Linked DNA regions of Zea mays: region 2 is linked to region 1. Evidence: chromatin contacts called from public Hi-C data. All regions are on one chromosome and are shown on one strand. The core of a region is the stretch at or near the end of the contact, and the rest is flanking DNA. Distances in the headings are between cores, read along the strand shown.

Evidence for each region. Hi-C and Micro-C count contacts between places; a contact is called where the count stands out from the background.
Region 2: a Hi-C map of ear shows a contact between it and region 1, with 4 times the contacts expected there. The contact joins the promoter of LOC100277915 here to the promoter of LOC109943776 in region 1. A contact is called at or near these places in 3 of 25 Hi-C or Micro-C datasets (ear, tassel and an unstated tissue).

Annotation. Positions count from the first base shown.
Region 1 is chr1:263,398,669-263,403,780 of Zm-B73-REFERENCE-NAM-5.0, forward strand. LOC109943776 (ocs element-binding factor 1-like) reads left to right here and starts at 3,096. Exons shown (of 1, transcript XM_020547271.3): 1 at 3,096-4,016. The coding sequence starts at 3,296. The coding sequence ends at 3,931.
Region 2 is chr1:263,700,208-263,705,319 of Zm-B73-REFERENCE-NAM-5.0, forward strand. LOC100277915 reads right to left here and starts at 2,743. Exons shown (of 1, transcript NM_001175790.1): 1 at 1,870-2,743. The coding sequence starts at 2,554. The coding sequence ends at 2,024.

The DNA.
Region 1 (5,112 bases), core at 1,846-4,345:
AAACAAAGTGTGAACATAAGGTTAATGTGTGCCTTGATATGTTCCTTGGTGATTTGGATCGTTGTGATGAGTAATTATCAACAAGGATAGTGTCTTGGGTTGAGTCAGTTGGACTAACCGGGGTGCGAGATTGTTGTTGCAGTATGTCTCTTGGCTTGTGGTGTGCAAGTGTGGAGTCCGGTAACTGTGGTCGATAGTGAAGGTGAAGGTCATGTGAGTTCGTACCGATAAATCGGAAGCGACGTAGGATGAGCGGTGTGTCTTACCCGAGGGACCGAAGAAGTTAGGTGACTAGCCATGGTGGCTGACACCTAGAGACACTGATAGGCACGAGGACATGGAGGAGGGGATCATGTCGCCAACATGGTTACTGAATGACAGGACATGTGTTCAGGACGTGGGAGACACGTATGAAGTACGCTACAAATGGGGTTTCGGTGGTTGAACATTCAAAACCACCTAGCTCGACAGTTCATAGGTTTTGCCAGGTTTGGGCCTCAGAATCTGGTGGCACGGTTCCGGTGGAAATCGCAGACGACACATGATGTCATCACCGAGGGTGCGTCAAGACGAAGCAACTGCGTGAAAACTGATTGGCCGTCAGATCAAAATTCTAAGAGTTGGTCCATTTTACCCCTGGTTGAGTGAATATGGTCTATATATTTAGGGATAATTTAGGAAAAAGGAATAACCCTCTATAAATAGAATGTGAGAACTGAACCATTCGGCTATCTCTTAAGCACTTTCATTCCCTCAGTTTGTAATCTTTCTCGTTCTAGCTAAGAGATCCTTAGATATTTTGGGGGCACGACATCTAAGCCTACGTATTTTTTAAAGAAGTGTGGCTGTAGTCACACTTAGTCCTCACGACGTTTTATTTTGTGTCAAATATGATGTTATTGGTTTTTATTACTTCTTCTTCTCTCAACCTCTCTAGTCTGATTTTTTGAGTTGATCCCTGCCTTCAAGAGTTTGAGAGAGGTTTTAGAGATTTTCTCTAGATTAGAAATTAGTCATTGCAAACTTATTGTATGAGCTGATCCATTTTGTGGACAGGTTTATAACATATTTGATCATTTGACAAACTCCCAACAAAACCTCAAGTTAAGTTTGGGTTTTCTGACGTGCTATTAAAATTTAAATCCGTTTGAGTTTAAATTTTGTGGACACCTTAGAAATTTACTTGTAAAGACGTGTCCAAAATTTCAGCTCAATCAAAGTCCGTTTGGATCGATTTTGCATTTAAAACTGAATTTCGAGTTGCTGAAAACAATATTAGAAAGCGATACTATTTTGGTTGCTTCGGACTTTTTTATGTCTGTTTTACGATCCGTTTGTTTTATTGGTCTCGTGTGAATATTAGTAACATTTTCAAACATAAAATCACTGAATGGTTGATGTGTTTTTTTGGTTCGTTTCTATTAAAGTTAAGTGCTTAATTTTCATTTTTAAAAAACTGAAATTTATTGGTTCTCATTCACCTCCCCTCTGGTTGTCTATTCAAGCCTTCACAAAGCTTTGCCTTAGGAGGCTGAAGTGCATCCAGCGGCGTGACACGGACTGAAAACAAGGATCTAAAAAGATTCAATGACAAGGTATACCAAGTAGCAGCAATATGACGTAGTGTTAGACTCTTCTATCGTTTCGTCTTATTTGTTCCCTATGGTGTAGGTTTCCCACTCTTCATGTTTAGCTGTACATTGATAGAGTATATTTACATACCAATTGGTTGAGAGTAGTACCATATATATGCAGTGAGAAAACATGCAATCAAGGGAGGGCAAGAGCCTAGGTTTGACTTCATGAGGCTAGCTCCGCCACTGACTACCATGCATGGCATGCAATAGACGCTCTAGATCACTCTTCCTCCCCCACCCTCTCATACTGTCTCTTGGTATTTTTTATAACCATCCCAGTACATTTTATGTAGATTTTTAAGCTTTGGTTTTTATGCAGGGCCCAGTTTCTTGTATGAGATTCGTTTTCAGATCACACATGCATGAGATATTATCGAACCAGCAAAAGACCAGCATATTCAGCATGCGTAAACTATCATAATCATATCATTAGGATTGTCCTTCTCTCACCTCTAACCATATGCTATAGGACTGTTCACTAGAACGATCACATGCTGAACGAATCTGCTTTAGTCCTCAAGATAGCAAAGAACCGTGTGTTAGACTATATCGCCTCCTTCCTTCGTGGTTAAGTTTAAAATCCCTATTGTTTGGACCGTCTTCCATCGGAATCAACCACAGTACGTCCGGCACAAAAACGTCCCCCTCGCGGCCTCGCCGCAGCCTACCGCCCGCCGTATAAATCTCGGTAAAATATCTAGGCGCCGTATGTTAGGCGCCGTATGTAGTTGTGACGTAATGAATAATTGATAACGTTAAATTATGTTTGTTTTATTTCAAGTGTATCACACCAATAAATAATACCGACCTATTTAAATTTGTTACCAAGTATGAACCATTATCATTATCATTTATATTACATCTCACCATATTGTCTTTGTCATGTCATGGGCTTACGTTAATTAAATCCTTGAAATGTTTCGCTATATTTCTTTCATGCTCAAGAACCATAATATTTGTTACTCTTTTTAGTTAGATGGAACATAAATATAGAGACTTTTCAATAACTTGAAGTGTGTTCATGTAACGTGTACCTTACCACGCGCTACGTTTTTTGCTATATTGCTAGAACCAGGGCGACGCTATGTTGGTTTTATAGGGTGCAAATACAAACACCCCCCAACCATAAAATCATAATCTATAGATTTATTTAAAATTTCACTATATATACACTCCGTTTTGTATAGCTCATATATAGTTGCTTGCAACTTTAGGTATCTATTATTTTAACGAGACAATTTGTCCGTCGGTCTGTTCACCGAAGCCTCTCAAACTGCTGAGTCACAAAAGTGTGTGGATCGATGTATCTATAGCTACAACAAATAAGTGTGTCAGTGTGTGCATGTATTTATAGCTACCGCAAATTTGACGGAGGTACGTCTTACCGTATGGGTGCATGAATGTATATATGACATAGATGTGCAAATATTATGAATTGTACTGTTTTTTCCCCAAATTTTGCGTGGGTGCGGCTGTACCCACAACGTTGCATATAGTTCCGTCCAATTTCATTCATATGGGCTAGAGACTCTGGTATCTGGAAAACAAATCTTGCAAATCTACAAAAGGCACGCATTATCACTTAGCACTATACTGTATATGACTGCAACATGTAGAGTTGTAGACCCACACCACGAACGAAGAAACAAAGTACCAGGATGCCCTCTAAACCAGCTATAAATACCGCAGCCCTTCACTTGTTCCCTCCCTTTTCCCCGCCCTCTGATAAGCACATAATTACCATCATGTCCCTAATGGCCTTCTCAGCAGGTTACATGCCCTGCATCGACGACATCGACATGCAAGTCTTCTCGGCGACGGCAACACCGCCACCGCCGCCGCAGGTGGGGTTCGTATCCGACCCCACAGCCATCCCATTCCCAGCTCAACCTCCGGCGGCGACAGCCTCGCCCGAGGCCGAGGCCGACGCCGACGCGGGGGAGTCCGCCGACGAGCGGCGCCTCCGGCGGAGGATCTCGAACCGGGAGTCCGCGAGGCGGTCCCGCGCGCGGAAGCAGCGCCGCCTCGACGAACTCGGGGACGCCGCCGCGCTCCTGGAGCGCAGGAGGCGCGATCTGGCGGCCGGCGCGCAGGCCGCTCGCGGCCGCCTGGCCCTCGCCCTCCTCGCCAACGCCGGGCTGCGCGCCGAGGCCGCCGCGCTGTCCCGTCGGCTCGCGGCCGCCCTCCGCGCGCTCGACCTCGGTCGGCTGTACGCCGCGGCCGCTGCCGCTGCCGCCGGCAGCGTCGCCAGGCAGTTGGACATTGAGCAGACGATCGCCTCCTTGATCGCGTAGGAATTAATGCATTGGGCGTGCGGCGTGCACGATCGAGCTTGTTTGATCGGAGAACGGTGAACGCGAAATGTTGGTGGTCCTGAAATCACGTGTGTCTGTGTGTCTGTATATATATATATATATATATATATATATATATATATATATATATATATATATATATATATATATATATATATATATATATATATATATATATATATATATATATATATATATATATCATGGGTGAAAAGATTAATTAGTTCGCGACATGGTTTGGCAAATGATCGTCGACGATTATCAGTTTGGAGGGATGGTCAGCACTCAGCAGTCAGCACTGTTCGACGATCTGTCTACGTTCGATGCCCGTTGAACGGCTTAGGTCTGATGTGATGCCATGAATGTTGGTGGCATGGGGCCATAAATACATTCATGCGCACGCATATGCTCTGCCTATATGTCTGATTGTCTCCGTCTCGTTGTCTGGTGTGCTGATGAAATGGCAGACAGGCGGTGTCAAATGCTAACTTGTGCGTTAAAATAAAGCTCTGATGCTTTGGGTTGGGCGTGTAGCATCGTTTTCTTGCAAGATTAGCCGTTGATCGTGCGGGTGGACGGTCGCCGTCCGTCCCGTCACCACGTCGAAAGCGGGCGGGGCCGGCGTGCGTGCTTGCGAGCGAGTGCGATACGCCGTCGCCCTTCCGAACCGCTTCAGAGATTCGGTCTGGGTCGTGAGCCGTGAGGCGTGCGTCTCTCTCGCTTTCCGCAACACGGCCGCCACCATCCATTCATGTCATAGGGCCGACGAAATGGCGGGCTGACATGTGTGGCCCACGTACGAGTTTGGTAACTTGGCCCAATTGACAAGGCCTGGTTTGATATGGACTGGCCAAAGAAGGGTGACCATCAGCAACGATCGTCGCATGACTGGCCCGTTTGTTTCCCCCGCTTCTGCTTTCACGAGTCATCTTTCTACTCAAGTTGAAGAACGCTCTAACGAGGTACTAAAAACAATGCAACGAGTGAAAATGCATATAGCCTACGTATATATACACTACCGTATTTGGCTATTTGTCGAGTGTCATATTCTTTGCCGAGTGTTTTATTTCGGGCACTCGGCAAAGAGCTTGTAAAAGAAAACACTCGGCGAAGAAGCTCTTTGCCGAGTGTTTTATTTTTGACACTCGGCAAAGAGTTTC
Region 2 (5,112 bases), core at 1,493-3,992, 300 kb after region 1:
GACCGTCCGGCCCCTGCGCGCGGACCGTCCGCCCCTGTGCAGAGAGCACCGCCACGGTTCTTGTTGAGTGTTTGGCGCTCCGAAAAGGCGTCAACAAAATGTAACATGTTTGGTTGTCTATATCTATTTAGCCTAGTTGAAAGGAGATGTTGTTTGGATGTCTATATGAAGATATGTTGTGTGAGACGATAAAAATAATATTCTCTCTACTTTTTTATTTATCGTTTTTAGTAAAAAATGAACTAGCGAACGAAAGTATAAAAGATAGAGTCGATTACCATCCATACACACATGTAAACACTACATATACGAATACCTTTGAAAACAATAATGTCAAATCGTCGAGATTAGAGAAGCCATCATAGGTACCTTGTTATAGAGAGTAACATCGCCGGTTAGCAAGTGATTATTTACTATATTTAAAAAATAGAGTTATCATGCACCACTCTCTTACTTGGTGTGTTTGATTTATATGGACTAATTTTTAGTATCTCTATTTTATACTATTTTAGTATATAAATTGTTAAATAGAAAAACTAAAATACATATTTAACAATTTAGAGAATAGAATGAAATAAAATGTACTGACTGAAAATTAGTCCCTATAAACTAAATACCCCTTAAAATAGATTGACGTCTAAAAGCAAACATTTCTGACTGCGTGCAGTTCGGGCTCACGTGCATGACGTGAGATTTTCCGGTATATACATCAGCTTTGATTTCTCTTCGGCAGAGGTGAATTCAGGACGAACAATCGGGGTGCAAAGGGAATTACGACGTGTGTGGTGTGGTGTGGTGGTACCGATGCTTGACTGTCTAGTTGGACTTCAAACATATTTTTCGTTTATTAGTCAGATCGACTGTCAGAGTCACGCAAATCTATTGTTGAATGAAATCGATCAAGAGGTAGCTACGTACGCAAGCCGGATTTCTAGCTTCGTTGTAACATTGGTTTCGCTGAAAGCGACTGTGTTCGGGTAGATCGATCTCTTGACCGCAAGAAGCGCAATTCAGGTCGCCTGTTGCCTGGAAACATTTAAGTAGCGGTAAACAAGCCTCGCTCGGAGTCGGAGATGGCTAACGTGGCAAACGATTTTACCAACCTTTGACCTAGAGCTCATTGCGCACGTTGCCGGCTCCTTGCAGAAAACAGAAAACACACGGCTGGATTCCTGCGTGATTTGCTCGCGAGGCACTGAGAGTGACTGCTCTGTTGATAAAGTTAAATTTGCTCACGGCGTCCACTAAGAAATTGGTCTAAGGTCTTGTTTGGGTCTGCTGTTGGCCGTTAGAATCTGACTTCTGGCTATCAAATGTTTCGTTTTTCATTTTATTTTTTGTGAAAATTGTTTCGGTAAAAATCATCCAAATTAACATGAATATAGGATTTGTTGATTGGTCTATAAAAATCATCCAAATTAACATTAATATAGAATTTGTCGATTGGTCGCGACGGAAGAAGTTCGTCGCTTTTCTAAATCTTAAACCATACAATACACTTTATCTTCCTTCGCACATAAACCTCAACAATATATTTGTCTGCTCAGTTGGATTCACATTCATATTTGATGATTTAAAATTCAATAATAACGTTTTAAAGATCAAACCAAGTTTTTATTGTTTTTGTAGAATAGAACGCCACATTCTTGACAGGTTAGAGGATCAATTTGTTCAATTCCGGTGGTGTCTGTTACATGGGGTCGTAGTGTAACAGTGAAATCTGAGCTGACCTGCAATTTAGAAGTCGGAAAACATACTTCATCTTATAGTTTTCATTGTGTCATAGGGTTCGATCATCTTATCTGGACACTAGATTCAGACGGTGAAGCTATCGGCATATATCATACAATCAAGATAGCAAAGCAAGACGGTAATTAACCAGCAACTTTAGCTTACGGTGTACAATTACAATGAAGGATGCCAGCACTACTCGTTCTTCTTTACTACTCCACTAGTACTTAGTCTTGCTAGTCTCTTTGGATTCTTGGAAATTGGAAAGAAGGAAAGAAAAAAAAACATAGATTCAATCCTCGTGGAGTCCAGGGATCTTAGCAAGCCTGACGACGCACTCCTCCACGGCCCCACACGAGCTCTTGCAAGAGAGCCCGCGCCCACGCAGCCCAAGACCGAGGCCGAGCCTAAGCCCGGCCCAGCCAACCAGCTTCTGGCCCCCCCTGTCGTCTCTCCTGCCGCGGGCGCCGTCCTCCGTGCAGGCCAGGTAGGCTGCAAGGAACGGGTCCTCCGCCGGCCTGACGCCGCGGCTCCTCGGCCTTCTCGTCATTGGGGGCGAGGCGCCCGGCGCGCTCGGCACTCCTGGAGGTGGCGGCACGCGCAGGCGGTGCCGGTGCGTCGTCGCAGGCGCAGGCGCAGGAGCCTGCTTCTTAGCGCTCGCCGGCGTCCTCCTGCTTACAGCCTCCGCGCGGGGCGCGCCGCCGGCGGTGGTGGGCTTGTTGGCCCCCAAGTGGCTCTGTTTGGACACTCCGGGCTCGTGCTCCCAAGAGAAGGCCACCGTGCTGCTGCCGGACTTGGACGCCGCCACTGCTTCCAGATTCATGTCGTTGGCGTCCGAAACTCCTGGAGCTAGCTCGACCGATCGAACGCGAGCGATCAAGCTAGGCCAGCAGCAGAAACGCGACGCGCCGAAGGGATGACACAGAGAAAACCACGGAGACCAAGAGAGCAGAAGGCTGTAGCAACTAGCAACGCGGCAGGAAGAAAAAAAAACGTGTGCGCGCGATCTGCGGCACCCGTGAGCGAGAGGATGCGACGGGCTTCTTGGAGCTTTATAGCAGCAGCAGCAGCATAAGAAGAAGAAGGCGGGCATGGTGGGCAGGGCTTGATCCGCCGATGGCGACGGCTTCGTTCGGAAATCAGAAGAGGTGGCTTGACCGACCGGCCGTGCCCGTCGTTTCCTGCAAGCGTTGTTGCGTCGGTACTTTTCCCTCTCTCTCTCTCTCTCGCTTTGGCTGATGATCTGGGGCATGGTGGCTCCAACTGAACAGACACACGAATCGCTTTTGAGCTCACTAGCTAACAGACTGCACCGATCGGCCGCCGGCAGGCATGCTTGCGGCGTCCGGTCATCTAACGGCTGCCGGTATGCCGCAGCACGGGTTTTTCTTTTCTTTTCTTTTCTTTCATTTGGATGTATGGCCAGCATGGGTATCAGTTTGGTACATGTACGCGTACGGGTGTATCTGTTTTTGTATATCGGCAGTTAGGCACACAATAGTTACAGTGCAGTACGTATCTTACCTTGTATCTATCTAACTATATGTAATTAAGGTTGGACTTGATTCATTCATCATTCATGTATACTACGTACTTCCGTATAAAGTACCCGCGTCAACGTACGATCGACGGAGGACCATTATCTTGTCCGCCGGATCGGGTTATATGTGACCTGGACGCTAGGTTACAAGGGTAGAGTCAAAACGTCAGGGCCATGACTTCCATGCGTGCTAGATTTGTTCGGCAGGCCATCGAGTATTATGGAGACAAATAGGGTTGGAATGGAATGTCATCAGCGCCGACCGTCTATGTTCTGCGCGCATGTGAATGACGTGAGATATTAGTTTCCTACCCTTCCGTTCTAATTAAATTTGTTTATTTTTTTTTGTCAAATTTTACCGGCTCGACTTACTCATTTTTTTCGAAAAATAGAAAATTTAAAACCATACCTCAATTATATTATATGCTAAATGATACAAGTAAAAATTAAAGATAATTATGATTTTTTTTAAAATAATATGGGTTGATCAAACTTAGAGAAAAAATGAGGGAGTATGATTTATACTTCCTCTGTTCTAGTACATAATAAGGTGTAAACACCTCTGGTTTAAAAACCAAAAATATATTTAATTTGCTTTATACTACTGTATCGACGTGCGTATGCCTAGATAGATCATGCCTTATATTACGAGACTAATTCAAAGTTTGTTTCCTTAAGTAGATTTTGTTGAATTAAATAATAACATAATTCGAGAACTAAAAATAAGATTTTTGAGACCTACAAGCATCATTATTTATTGGAGTCTTTGTATGATAATAATATATTTATATCAATTGAGTCCATGAGTGGTTATAAGATTTATTTACCAAGCTTGTAAAGAATAATAAAAAATAATAATAATCAATTATAAGATAGTAACACCAGTGGTGTGGTTCTAATGCTATCTCCAGCGATCTCACTATCTCACTTCCTATTTCAATCTTCACTCTGCAGTGTTTTGCACGCTCATGGAGATGGCCTAAGCATTGACAAGACATGGTAATCTTTAGGAGGTGAAGGTATCAAGTAGGTTACTCAAAGGGAAATAGGGTCAAACATTTTCCTAAATGATTTTGGTGGTTGAATTGCCCAACACAAATAATTGGACTAACTAGTTTGCTCTAGATTATAAGTTCTACACGTGCCAAAGGTTCAACACAAACCAATAAAAATACAAGAAATGGTTCAAATAAAAAGAGCAAAAGACAACCGAAGGCTGTCCTGGTCTGGCGCACCGGACAGTGTCCGGTGCACCAGGGAGATTAACTCCGAACTTGCCACCTTTGGGTTTTTGGAATTGCCTCTCCGCTATAATTCACCGGACTGTCCGGTGTGCCAAGCGGAGTAACGGCTATAGCGCCAACGGTCGACTGCAAAAGTGTACAGTAAACAGTGAACAGTGCGGCCTGCGCGCGCAGAGTCAAAGCAGGCGCCAGAAGGCGCACCAGATAGTGAACAGTGACTGTCTGGTGCACCACCGGATTGTCCGGTGGCCCCCACTTGTTAGAGCTCCAACGGTCGAACCCTAACAGTTGGGTGACGTGGCTGGCGCACCGGACAGTGTCTGGTGGCGCACCAGACTGTCCGGTGCGCCCATCGACAGACAGCCCCCCAACAGCCACTTTGGTGGTTGGGGCTATAAATACCCCCCAACCACCACATTTCAAGGATCCAAGTTTTCAGCCAACACATTCAATACAAGAGCTAGTGCATTCAATACAAGACACAATTAGAGTGAATCAAAATCTCTCCAAGTCCTAATTCCACTCAAAGCAATAGTGACTAGAAGAGAGAGTTTTGTCGTGTTCTTTTGAGCTCTTGCGCTTGGATCGCTTTTCTTC